2 separate regions of the Mus musculus genome follow, and region 1 is linked to region 2. A link is a contact called in public Hi-C data. All regions are on one chromosome and are shown on one strand. Each heading gives the region's core, a stretch centred on a gene start, on an enhancer-like site or on the middle of the called end of the contact. The rest is flanking DNA. Distances are from core to core; before and after follow the strand shown.

Region 1 (6,631 bases), core at 1,596-4,095, 590 kb before region 2:
ATTCTCCTTATTAAGCTCAAGGCTGTAGTCCACAGTCTATGATAACAATGTGATTTATGGTGCATGTGGGGGTACTCCATATGTGTGTTCACTTGATATGTGCAGATCAGTCACACAAAAAGACAATCAGAGTTACACAACAAAGGCTCAGGTGAGCAGTCCCTGTTCTCAAGAGTCTATAAGTGTGTCCTCCAGTTGCTGGGATAAGTAAGTGCTATCTGCATAGGTCCACCAGAGCAGGACAACCAGAGGCTGATACCTAGATCTCTCCTGACCTGTGTGCCATTTTTCATTGCCTATTCTGACATGTTTGTTTGTTAGCTTGCTTGTTTCTATTGTATACCCTGGAGATGTCCAATTCACAGCTCAGAGACTTCATGCAGCCAAGAAGACCTATGAATGTGACATCAAACATCATAAACGTACTTAAACCTCATGGTTTTATGATTTTTATTGGGTAACATGAATATGCAGCTTTGTAGATGTCAACACTAGGGTCACAATGTCAAAATGTTAAATAACGCCCTGGAGGCACTGATCCAGTCCATTTTAGAGACCACTGTAGAACACTATAGGATGGTAGGCTATGAATAACAAAATTATCTTTACCATAGTTCTGAAATCTGGGAAGTCTAAGGTCACAGAACTGGCAGACTTGAAATCTAATGAGCATCCTTCCTGGTATGCAGATAGATGTCTTCTGAGTCTGTTCTTACACAGTAGAAGGGTAAGGAACATCTCTGTGGTCTCTTTCATTAGGTCCTTATTCCTGTTAATAGAGCATCCACTCTCTTGACCCACTTCCTTCTGAAGAATTCATTTATAATATCATCACCTTAAAGACTTGGGTTTCAACCATGAAATTTGGTCTTTGAGGAACATTTGATCAATACCACTATAATGGTGATGATGTTGATAATAATAACAGCATCGCTGAGTCTTATGAGAACGTCTAGGAAATAACAGAACCTGGAAGTCTAGGAAACTTCCCAACAGGTAGAAAAATACATCGCCAGTAGGAACTGGAAGTCTATTCAGACAGAAACACTAATAATATCCAGCACTGTGCTGATAGCATAACTTGCATTATCTTTTATAAACTACAAATAAGCTATCAGTTAAGAATAATTACTTCTGGGCTGACAAGATGGTTCAGTGGGTAAGAGCACTGACTGCTCTTCTGAAGGTCCTGAGTTCAAATCCCAGCATCCACATGGTGGCTCACAGCCACCCATAATGGGAACTGACGCCCTCTTCTGGTGCATCTGAAGACAGCTACAGCATACTTATGTAATAAATCTTTGGGCCAGAGCAAGCAGGGACTGAGCGAGCAGGGGTTGACCAGAGTGAGCAGAGGTCCTAAAATTCAATCCCCAACAACTACATGAAAGCTCACAACCACCTGTTTAGCTACAGTGTAGTCATATACATAAAATAAATAAATAAATCTTTTTAAAAACAGAATAATTACGTCTGTTTTATAGACAAGGATAGAATCATGTGTGTGTGTCAACTGATAAGCCCAGTACCTCACAATTATTATTCAAATCAGGTCACTGGACTGCCAAGCAGATGCTTCCAAAATTGGGTACACAATGAAGTTAATGCTGAATTTTTAATTTTTTTCTATCTTGTTTGGTTTGTTTGGTATCCATGTGTCCTGTGTTCCTTTCCCTGCATCTATCTAAATAGCAGGTAAGATACTTGATGTTTATTGCATGATAAAAAAGATGACCCAGTAAAATGAAGAACAAGAGTGCACTTTGGGGCATTCTGTTTTTAAAGCCTGACCTTCTAACACAAAGACAAACGGGTCTGGATGGTGTGTGGTGAGCATGGACTGTGCTTCAGGCTCTCTGAGATCCCAGGAAGCAGTTTGCCTGGACTGAAATAAGGACACAAGTTTGAGGAGAATGTGGGTTCTTTGTTTACCCTAGGTTAGCCTACATGACGGCAAGATGGCCCAAAGATCAAAGCTCAGACTTCTCTGGAAGCAGAAGGGACATCTGTGCATTGGATACAGATGTCTGTGAGGGAGCCAACTGAGGCCCCCAGTCTCAGTGAGTCATCGGGCAGCAGGATGAGCCTGGAAATGGCTGCTCACTTATAGCAGAATGAGGCCAGAACCAGTCATGTGCTCTCTGTCCCCAGCCAAAGGAGACTGACTCATGATCAGAGGCAAGAGAGGACACAGGGGCTGAAGCACAGATGGGAACATCACCTCTAGCAATAACAACACAGAACGCCTCTGCTCAGCACCTTAGAGATCAACAAAACGCAGGATCTGAGCTACATCTCCTGGTAAAGATGCCCAAAGGGGATGAATTCACACACCTACCTCTCCAGCCAGCAATAGCTTAAAATCAAAACTAGATTCTCCTGGGGAAATAAACAAAAGATCGTCCCATTTCTGGCACACCTGAGGACAGGGGCCTAGATTGGTACCTGCTGCTCAGGAGTCTATAATTGGGGAGGGTGGTGTCACCGTGTGCTGTTCCCTGGGGTTTCAGCACAAATTCTCACAAGCACCACAGGTGCCACATGGATGTCTTCATCAGCTGTTCTTTGAAGCAGATGGATCCACTATGGTGAGACCCCATAGGTAACAATACTTCTGTTTAGTCTGCCAGGTCCTAGAAGTGGGCATTTCTGCTACCACAGTCATGGTTTGCAGGGAGTCCTTTGCCGGACCATCTAAAAAGAGGCTATTATCACTGTGGATGGCTCCCTGAGAAGTAGGTGTTCCAAGAGCCCTGGCTTAGGGACCACATACCTGGACCCTGGCAAACCTTTGCTTTGGCCAGCACTAGGACCGTGGCTGAGTAAGTCAGCCTCAGCTTTGGTTTCCTGTCCTAAAATAGATCTGATAATTCTTTGCTGCTTAGTCACAGTAGTGGAGTGAGGAAAACAGGAGAGCCAATACTGGAAATGTGAAAAAGAGCAGAGAGTAGTATAAGGCAGTTCCGTTGCCCCCCTTTAGATCCTTCATACCTCTGCCTAGCATAGATTTCATGGCTGCAACCTTCCTTATTGGACTGTGTATGCCTTCCCTAGAAGATCTCTCCAGCCTGCAATTTTCCTGCACAAACTTGACAAGGCCTTCCCATGATATATGGTGCCCCACAGGACTGACCCCATGTTCCTTTCTCCAACCTGGTGACCCACATTCCATTCTTTCCACTAGAACATTTCCGAGCTTATTCTCACTGCTCAAACACTGCTTCCATTGGCCTTTCACACTGGCTCCCTATTTTTTGTACAGAAGTTGAAAGTCCATGAATAAATGTCTGCTCAACAAATACAGCCAACAAAACAATCCTTCTTACCTAGCATCAAACCAGACCCAAGTCCATCCCATCCCTATCACACCAGTCACTTTCTGATGAGCAATTCAGACTCTCAGATACTTTGAGAATAGAGGGGGGGCATCCTGAACAAGAGGTTTCAAGTGTCCCGGTCTCTGGAAAACAGGGGTGTGAATAAGAATGACCTCCAAAGGCTCATATATTTGTCTACTTGCTTACCAGTTGGAGAAACTTCTCAGGAAGTATTAGGAGGTGAGGCTTTATTGGATAAGGTATGTCACTGGCAGTGGACTTGAAGGTTTCTTACAAGTCTATAACATTCTCAGTTAACATTCATGTGCTTGTGGGTCAAGATGTAAGTGCTTAGCCACTGCCCTAGCTCCATGCCCTGCCTTCTCCCATGCTCCCAACCATGATGGCTATGGCCTCACCCTCTGAAACTGCTAGCCCCCAAAATAAACACTTTCTTTCATAAGTTGACATGTTTCTGGTATTTTAGCACAGCAATAGAAAAGCAACTAAGACAGAAAGGATTCCGTCTTTAGTAAACAAATGCAGTTGATGTGTCAGAACCTGTGTGTCGTGTGGTTGGTCTAAACTGGAGACCCCATTCTTTGGGGTGCACTAATGAAACCTATCATTAAGCCTCTTAGGCTAAATCCGAGACCTCGGGGTAAGGAGGCATTTGTTTTTCTTGGAAGACCAGAGCCCTCCATAGTTCTGTGCCTCACTTCCTGTAACATAACTCCACAGACCACATGCTTTCCCCCACTTGATACTCATTCCTACGCCTGCCTAAAATATCTTTCAGGTAGGTAACAGCACTCTTGTTTTATATGTAAGGGAGTGGGGTCTGAGGGTAAGAGATGCTCAAAATTAATGGCAGAACCTTTTAGATGGCTGAAGTCTACAGTTTCCAAAGTTTGTCTTCATTGGTTAGTAAGTTGCTAATCGAGGCTAAAAGAAATTTATGCTCCAAAATCTCAACATTAAAGTGGAAAGATTCAATGCTTTTAAACTTAAGGTTTAACTGACTACAGGGAAGGACCAAATTAGTCACCAGCAGTTAAGCAATCAGCACTTTCAGTCCAAAAGAAGAATATATCTAAATGGTTATACCACTGTATATAACCATCGGAGATCACTGGGGCGCAGAAGAGAATCTAAGGATGTCATGGTATCACCATGGTTACTGAAGAAGAGGATGCAGGGAATGATAGGTAAGATGAACTCCTGATCTCTCCCAGAAATAGGTGGTCATAGAAGACCTACATCGAAATTATGACACACCAATCCTTACCATGCTGCCTTTCCATGACAGCACCTCACGTTCTTTGCAACAAAAGTGTGCTGCATCAGCACTGACTGCACATAATACAATGTTTCGTATCTAATAGGTGAATTTAAATGTGTGTGTAGATAGATAGATAGATAGATAGATAGATAGATAGATAGATAGAGATAGATAGAGATAGATAGAGATAGATATGATATATAGATATATAGACATATATCCTAAAGAGCTGAATGAGGTTAAAAACAGGATGAGCTGAAAGAGACACATGGTTTCAAAGCTTAACACTTACCAGGTCTAATATCCCTCTGTCAACAAGAGTTTATCTGGATTCTCAGAGAGTACCTCAAGTGATGGGGAACTTAAGTTTCTTCCAAGACATCGATTTATCTCTGCTAAAGACAATGTTTTTCTCTCCACCTCCTTACCGTGACTTTCAGGATAAAACAGGTGTATGCTTTGTTAAATGAAGCCCTTCAGCAGCTCCCCAATATGTTCAGGAGACGATGCAAATTCCTCACCAGTACTCACAAGTTCTTCAAAATCTGTCCCTTGCAGACCTTAAGGAGACCTTTACCTGTTCTCCCAACTCCAGAGAGCCACTGGCAGTTGACAGCACCAAGGGAATCCTCCACCCATTCTCATCCAGCGAACAGTGCATGCATCTATCTGTGGTCTGCTTAAACACTGAGCGTGTCTGCATCTGATCATCGTATCTACTTTTTTACACACTTGCTTCACCCTACCCACACCCTGTATTTGGCACTTAGACCTTATCCTCTCACCCCTACAGACTGTAGAATGCAAAATGATTCATCTTCTAAAGATGGTGACTTTCTCATGTATGTTAAGTAAGTGGTGAATATACAAAATGACCCAGAACTTCAGCAAACATTGTGCAAACCTGTCTACTGCCATTGTTTCTCTGTACCTTAGTGTCAGTCCTCTTTCTTATTTTATTCCCCAGCTTTAAATCAATGAAAAACATACACTCACACACTGAAATGTTTGCCACAAACTAGTTATCAACCATATCTGTCTTCTTACATAGTCACCATTTCTTGTCTGTTTTTGATTTGACTCTGTTGTTGTTATTATCATTGGGTTTGTTTTTGTTTTGTGTGTATGTGTATGTGCATATACATGTATGTGTGTGTGCGTGTAGGTTGAGACCATGTAAGGTCTGCTCACGGCTTGCCTTTGGGGTTTATACATTCTCAAAGGCAAGTTTTCAGGGGGAAATGGCAAGAGCAGACTCTGTGTGCTTCAGAAGAGAGTGGAGCATCTTCTCATTTCCCCTCTGTCCTACCACCGGCTCTGTAAACCCCAATGGTTCCATTTTTCACTTCTAAGAACTTAAGCATAAGTAATGTTCATCATCCTCACTTTGGACGTTTTCCTCATCTCTCTCTGGCACTCCGCATTCAGAAATCCTGAAGGCAAGAACAGTCAAGACCTAGGTTTAAAACTAGGTGACTTATTAGGGGATGGTATGGGAATTCCTTATGGACTCCGTGACCACGACTCACTATTACTCTTTGAGGCACATGACAAGGAACCATTGTGAGTCCAGCAGTTTTCTTTGGCCCCAGGTTCAATGAGACAAAAGAATTTTCCTTGGACTAACTGAGTTATGGAAGGATTTGGACTCCTGACAGATCTTCCACACACATGGCTCGACACAAAGACTTTCTTATTGTTTTTGGAAGCCCTAAGAAAATTAAGCACATGCTCATTTTTTTTAATAGTCTCATGAAAATGAGTCAACTTATAGTGTGTTTTGAACTGAGTTATACATGCCTATGGGCTGGTAGCTCTTGAATTGGTTAAAAACCTACCTCCCAAGGAGTAACTTGGAAACCTCTGGTTCTGATTTATAAAAGTCAGAATCTGCCAGGAGTGGTAGGGTATGACTTTAGTCCCAGCACTCAGGAAGCAGAAGCAGGTGGATCTCTGGGTAAGAGTCCAGCCTGGTCTTCAGAGTTAGCTTCAGAACAGCCAGGGCTACAGGGAGAAATCCTGAAGTCAGAAT
Region 2 (6,922 bases), core at 2,627-5,126:
CGCTACCCTGTGGAGTGCAGGGTAGTCCTCAGCCTTCTCATGCCAGCTGTGTGCGTGTGGTGTGTAAAGGAACGAGGATATTCAGACTCCTTGCTGTGTCTAGAGCCTCCCTGACCTTGCAAGATGCTCTTTGGTTGACTGGTGAGATAGCAAGAAGACAGAGTGACCCAGAGTGTGGCAACTTGCAGGGTCTGGGAGATGCTAGACGGTTTTACAAAACACCCCCACAGCTGCCCACCGTGGACCGTTTGCCCATAAGGCGGAGAGTGTGAAACCGCATGAGGCCCAAGACATGCAGGGTTACGGTCATCTTCAGGAAACAGATGCCATGTTTCAGAGTCCCATGAGATGCTGTCCAGAGAGAAGACATGTAGTGAATGTCTATGTGCCTTACAGTTCTAAATAAGTGTTCATATTTGAGTGTAAATACCTAGAAATGAAGATATGGTCATTTCTAGGTGGTGGAAGGAAAGACAGACTGGGACCTCTCTGCCTTTGGATACGATGTCTGAGGTGACGTCATTGCCTGGCATTTAAGCTCTGTCTTCTGTGAGTGGGAAAGTTTGGGGCTGAGGATATGGCTCAGTCGAATGCTTGTCTAGCACACATGAAGGGCTGGGTCCCATCTCACTCACCTGAGTAAGCTCGGTGTGGTGGGGTGCACCGGGGAACGCCACACTTGGAAATGGAGGCAGGAGGGTCAGAAGTGCAAGGTGGTCCTTAGCAATGACAGAATTTGAAGCCAGACTTGGGTACATGAAGTCCAGGGATATTTGTGCCATGTACCGAGAGTCTTTGGAATTAACTCCTGGAACGAATCAATGTCGGTGTTGTCTGTGTCCAGTGTCTCCACGAGTTTTATTCATAGGCTCTTTTATTTTTTATTTTCATTTTTATTTTTTTATCTTTTTGTAGACTCTGTGAATGTCACACCATACACCCAATCTCACTCACGTCTTGTCCCTTTGTATCAATCTCCACCCTAACAACCCTCCCATCAAAATAAAATAGAATAAAAAAGTCTTGTCATGGAAGCTGCAGTGTGCCATATGTGTCACACATCTATCCGCTCTTGAAAATGCACATTGCTCAGAGTCACTGGTCTGGTTCGAGGCCTCTGGCTTCTGCTACGCGATCAGTACTGGATTCTCATATGCACTCCTCTAGGATATCCTGTTGTTGTTGCCTTGTGTCGTGGAGGTCCCGCAGCTTTGGGTCTGCAGGACAGGCATGCCCCCCAGCAGATCATAAATGGGGTAAATGTTTGGGTGGACCAACTCAGAAGCCCTGGATCTGGGCCTGGGAGGTAGCTGAGTTGGTCAGCCTGCTAGCCCTCCTGTGCCTGCATTACCAGGGCAAGTTCTCCAGCCAACTTACCCTGTGCAGCAGCCACCAAGGGGCAGGGTCTGCTCGACCTGTGCTCACCTCCTGGGCTGCTTGAGCCCCTCTCTCCCCAGGGGCAGCTCTATTGTGCTGCCCAAGAGAGATGCAGGGCCCACTCTCCCAAGTAGGATCTTTCTTTAGGGCTCCAACCGAAATAATAAACAGTGACCTGTTTTTTTCAATTACAATAGTAAGTTGTAGTTGTTGTTGTTGTTGTTTTTGCTTTAATTTCCATAACAAAGGTTATTGAATCCAGAACCTTTGAGTGAACTACTGTTGCAAAGGTCTGGAGGCCCTGAGGCACTAGGAGGGAGAGTGGGTTTAGAAGTCCCTTATAATAAAGTAGACTTCAGCCATGAGGAACCTAGGACTTTCACCCAAGAAGAGAGATGTGGAAACCTGCATGGGTTACCTTTGTCCTCGAAAGGCTTGTATCATAAATGAGAATCTTGAAAACCCCATTCCTCCCAGAGCTCGGAGAGTGTTTGGTTTGTGGGTCTGAGCTATGGGGATGAGCAAGAGGGGAGACTCCATGATGGCTTTTCAGGACCTTGAGCCACAGTTTGTAAGCAGCCACTGGTATTTACATCATGGGACAGGTGACAGAAGGAACACAAAAAGTTAAGAGTTGCGTCCGTAATGAAAGGTGGATGTTTAGGGCCCCACCCTCCTTGCAAGCCGAGAGTCAGACCTGACATTGAGCCAGGACAGGAAGTGAGGAATGGGTGGCAGCAAGCAGCAGCCTGTCACCCCCTGAACACTGAACCAGTTGCTCTCTGGATTGCAAATGACTCTCTCTGAACTTCAGCTAGCCTAAGTCGATAAAATTAAAGAGAATTATGTGCCAAGCAATGAGCTGATTGGGCGGGGCTGCTCCAGTGGTTGGTCTCTAGGCTCTTTCTTCCAGGTGGCAAGCGGCTAGAACAACTTGGACACAAACTAAGTCTCCTAGTGGGATAAAAGGCACCTCCCTCCCAGCAGCCTCAGTCAAATTTACTGGCCAGCTAGAATCTTAGGTCTGTTGGTTCTGGAAGGTTCCATGCTTTGACTGTCTTCTCTTAGGGTACATGCCACCCCTGGTACACATGTAGAGATAGTTAGGGTGTCCCATAGGAGACATTGGGTGCATTTCCAGAGGGACATGGAACTGTCAGACAAGACAGCAGCTGTGCATGGCAAAGCATGGCAGGGCCTTGCAGGGCGTGGCTTTCTTTCCTGGCCACTGGGGTTTCTGTTACATTGGTGATTTGTACTTGACAATGAGTAGCAGAAGGGAAGGAGGGAGGGAGGGAGGAAGGAGAAAGAGGAGGAGAAAAGAGACAGGGAGAGACCAAAGTGCTGCCCCAGCCTGTGGGCTTTCCCTGATGGATGCTGGGAAGTGTGAGGGTATGTGGGTAAGTGGGGAGGGCTCCGCAGCCAGTGTTTCCTTCCCAGCTGGTCTGGAAGCAGGCCAGCGATGGTGAGCCGCTGAGGGTAGCGATTCCTGCTAGCTAGAAAGCACCACGTGGTTGGGAAGAAAATGCTTTCTCCCTTTCCTATGCCGCACCACGGACCCTCAAGGACTTCCAAGGGGCCTTTGCAGAACGGAGCTTCTGTAGGTCTGGTGGGTTGGGGACGTCCTTGCAGATGTCAGGAGGTGACTGCTCTGTAGTGGGCCGCTTCCTCGGGCTCTCAATGGGTATTAGCTTTGTTCACCATCTACTGTCTTCCCCTCCCAGATGATGTCGGGCCACCTTGGCCAGTCACACTTTGTTTGCATCCATTTATTTTGTGGGTCCCCCACCCCTTGCCCTGCCCAGTTCAGTTTTATGGGCTTTGGACACCGGACAAATATTTGACATTGATTATGAAGGTCTTGAATGGAGAATGAAAATGGTTTCTTCTCATTAGTTCTGGGCCCTGGGGGGATATGAGGTGCCTCTGGCCATATGGTGGGTCATCAGTGCCAGTGGGGATTGGGCACCCAAGAGAAAAGCTACCAGAGTAGCAAGGGTCACCTTGCCTAGGGTAGGGGGCTGGGGGCAGTGAGAAGAATAAGGCAAGCGAGACGACAGGCCATTGTGTGGCTCCCACTGGCTGTGGTCTAAGCCCTGCCTCTTTGAATGACATCACTTAATGGTCTTTTATCAAATCCTTAGTGGTTGATATCACCATCACCATTTCATGGTAGGGGAAACTGAGCCCAGAGAGGTTAGGAAGGTTTTTCTATGTAACCCAGCTACAAAGTGGTTACCCTGGGTTGTGGGGTTCTGTATCTGTGTCAAATGTGTCCCACCTGTGGTGCTGGAGGACATTTTGACTGTGAGTGGGTTGTAATAAATGAGACTCCTAGAATCTGTAATGAGGTTTTTATACTGACTGGCTGTAAGAGGAAGATAAACAGGTATCGGGGGAGAGAGGTCATTGGGCAGCAGCCTGGGGTATAGGTGCAAGTACCCTGAGCTGGCTCCTGTCCCTGCCCTTCCTGCCCTTTCATGTACCATGTGGCTTTGTGTGAGTCATACCATCCTGGGGCGGGCTTCCTTCTTAAGAAGCAAGGGTAGCACCATAGTACTTGCTGCGAATTCCCGAATTCCCGAGTGGCAGGGCATGGACCAACCTTGGATGTTTAGGGCTCCGTGGGAAAGAAGTACTTTGCCTACTAGCTCAGCACAGGTTTCTGAGGCCTGGGGAGGTGGGAGGGAGGGAGGGAGGGAGGGAGGGAGGGAGGGAGGGAGGGAGGGAGGGAAGCAGACTCTGCCTTAAGACAGCCATCTGACTATTGTCCCTGAAGTCACTGGGAAAGGGAGGTGCCATGAGCAAGAAGACTTCTAGTGCTTCTCTCCCTGGTGGCTGAGCAGAATGGCTGCTGTGGCTTTGGCTTTCAGAGGGAGAGAGGCTTCAGCTATGTGACCCCATCACCCAGGAACCCCTGATCCCCAGGTCTGAGGTGCAGTGTTTGGAAAAGGTACCCTGGGTGATTAGGGCCAGCTGCTGTTTTCCCCTGAGAGCCAGCAGCCGCTTCTACCAAGGCGTATTCAGTGCTGGCCCCTGAGAGATTTCCAGTATGCAGCTGCTCCTGAGGGCCACCACCCTGCCTGGCACAGAGTGGGGTCAAGTCCTCTGCAGGCACTGCAGGCCTGTTCGCCAAGCACCGCCCCCCCTCCCAGTCCCATGCCTTGTGGCCTGCTGACAAGCACACTTCCGGGTAACACTGTCCCCCTGTCCCATCTGGAGTCCTGCTCAGTTTTATGCAGTAGGATATGTTTATGGTTTCCTTAAGGTGTGTGTGCTTGGTGTGCACAAATTGCCCATATTTAACTTAACTTTCACGTCCTGGTGAGTTTAGGCACGGCCACGTTTATCATGTATACAGAGGTGATGGCTAGGTATCTTCTGATGAAACTCAGCGGCAGCAAGATGAAGGCTGGGGATTAAAAAAAAAAAAGAAGATGTGGCGAGCTCTAGAAGTCAGCCCTGACCATAGAGACTCATTTAAAATGGACAGGGATTTGGAATTTTGATCCAGTTGATGGTCAAATGGTGGCTTTTTTGTAGTATGACATTTTTCTTTTTTCATTTTTCATGAATTTTGTCTGGCTACATGTTGAAGAGTGCTATTTTTAGAAGTTCTATGGACCAGCCACTTTCTGAATATTGTTCAGTACACTTAAAAGAATGACAGAGGAAGAAACAAGTTTGTTTGAGACACTGAGTGCTGTCGGGATCTACATAATCCCAGACTGGACCCAGGTGTGCCTGACTCTGGAGCTCCACGCCGTGTGCACTGATTGGATGTTCATGAGCACACACCATGAGTATCATGGGATAGAATTTAAATTTCTGTTCTTTGACTGGGCAGTATGCCAGTGCCCGTAACCACACAGGCAGGTCAGCTGAAGCCAGTCTACATCTATGGTGTAAAGTTCTGCTGTGTACCACTGACCCCAAGAGCCAGGAGCCAGATCAGAGCCAGGTCTGTGAATGAGCGTGTGTTTAGAGATGCTGAAAGGCCTAAGCAGACTGTGGGATCCAGTGCCATCCACTATGGAAGTGACGTGTCAGCCTGGTTGGGACTTGGCCTTGCCAAGTCTGTAACGACTTGGTATCTTGGTTCACTACACACAGTTTGCATGTTGATGCCACTGCTTACTGTCCTAAGAGCTCCAGGGCACAAGAAGGGATGTGCTCAGCAACTCCTCTAGGCCCAGCGCAGTGCATGACCACACCCTGGGTGTTCACCCCTCTGGAGGGCATGGGGACCCCAAACCTGGGAGGTTTACCATGTGGAAGGACTTGGAAGTGAGAGCTGCTGAACCAGGAAACATGTTAGCTGGACCTAGCCCTCAGAGCCCCTCATCCATAGACCAGGTCCCCAAAGGAATATTCTCTATCTTTCAGGTTAGCAGTGACTTTTCTTTAAAGACATCATGTCTTTATACCTAGAAGATAGTTGATAGGTAATTCTCAATTAATTCAGAAACACCATTACTATTCGTCCAACGGCTAGGGGTGTCTGCCCTTGTCCCCAGCGTAGTTTATCTCGCAGGACTAGGGTGTGACTGTGATGGATGGTTCTGGGATTCTCCATGTCAATTCAGCACGTACTAATAATATGTGTCTATTCACTAATATAATTCCATCCTTATCTGCCTCCTTCTTACCTCCACAGTCTGTTCATTCAATCAAAAGAAGGTCGAATTGTTGTTGCTTAAATAAAACCTTGTCTGAGATCTGAGGGGTGTAGCTTGTTGGTGGAGCTCTTGGGTAACATGCGTGGACCCTGGGATCAATTCCCAGTACCACAAACAAAACCAAACCTTATTGAAGTACAGTCACTGTTAACATTATTAGGCTAAACAGATGGTTGACTTAAGGCTTCCAAACACTCCTTTTTAACATTTGCCAATGAGTTAAGTAGCTCGTGTCTAGTTGCTGTCCCCCTTTTAGGACCACTCAGGTGTCTCCTAGGGTTAAAGGCAGATTGATTTCTGTGCTGAGGCCTCATTAGAGACAATTGTATATGCCTGTTTAATAGAGCTTGAAACTATGGGAAATGTATTTATTTTATTTTGTTTTGAGACAAGGTCTCACTATGTAGTCCTAGCTGGCCGGGATCTCGCTTATGTAGACCAAGTTGGCCTGGAACTCACAGAGCTCTGCCTACCTCTGCCTCTACCTCCTTCATGAGAGGAGGCCCTGGACCCCCATGCTGACTCAGGGAAAAGTATGAATGCAAGCTTGCATTCTCTAAGTGCTTGGAAGAAAGGGGAAAACATCATTTAGTGACCTTGCTGCTGTGTTTTGTCTTGGAACAAGGTCTGTCTAGTGTCTGGGCACCACCTGAGAGATGCATGCTGGGGCTTTTTTTTTTTTTTCTTTAGCCTTACAAATGAGGCTCTTTTCTAAATGTCTTCAGTGGATCAAAGGGTGTCAAATGTGAGGAGACCTCACATGTATGGTGTGTGTTCATATGTGGGCATATGTGCACAAGAATAGAAATTGATATGAAGTGTCTTCCTCAATGCTCTCCACCTTATTTTTTGAGACAGTGACTTTC

The links. A called contact is a pair of places that touch in the nucleus more often than the background predicts.
Region 1: a contact with region 2 is called in a Hi-C map of the N1E-115 cell line, with 3 times the contacts expected there. The contact joins two enhancer-like sites. A contact is called at or near these places in 1 of 39 promoter capture datasets (cranial neural crest), 1 of 484 Hi-C or Micro-C datasets (the N1E-115 cell line) and 1 of 9 other capture datasets (embryonic stem cells).

The regions. Positions count from the first base shown.
Region 1 is chr15:64,618,270-64,624,900 of GRCm38.p6, reverse strand. No RefSeq gene overlaps it. Among named protein-coding and RNA genes, the nearest start is that of Gm30691, 9.1 kb to the left of the region's middle. Within about 2 kb of position 2,845, at least 86 of the 459 cell types and tissues checked have an H3K27ac peak or open chromatin away from gene starts, as enhancers often do. A contact at or near this core is called in the N1E-115 cell line, where this site is marked.
Region 2 is chr15:64,028,830-64,035,751 of GRCm38.p6, reverse strand. All of the region lies in intron 1 of Cyrib (CYFIP related Rac1 interactor B), which reads left to right. Among named protein-coding and RNA genes, the nearest start is that of Gm25628, 6.3 kb to the right of the region's middle. Within about 2 kb of position 3,876, at least 72 of the 459 cell types and tissues checked have an H3K27ac peak or open chromatin away from gene starts, as enhancers often do. A contact at or near this core is called in the N1E-115 cell line, where this site is marked.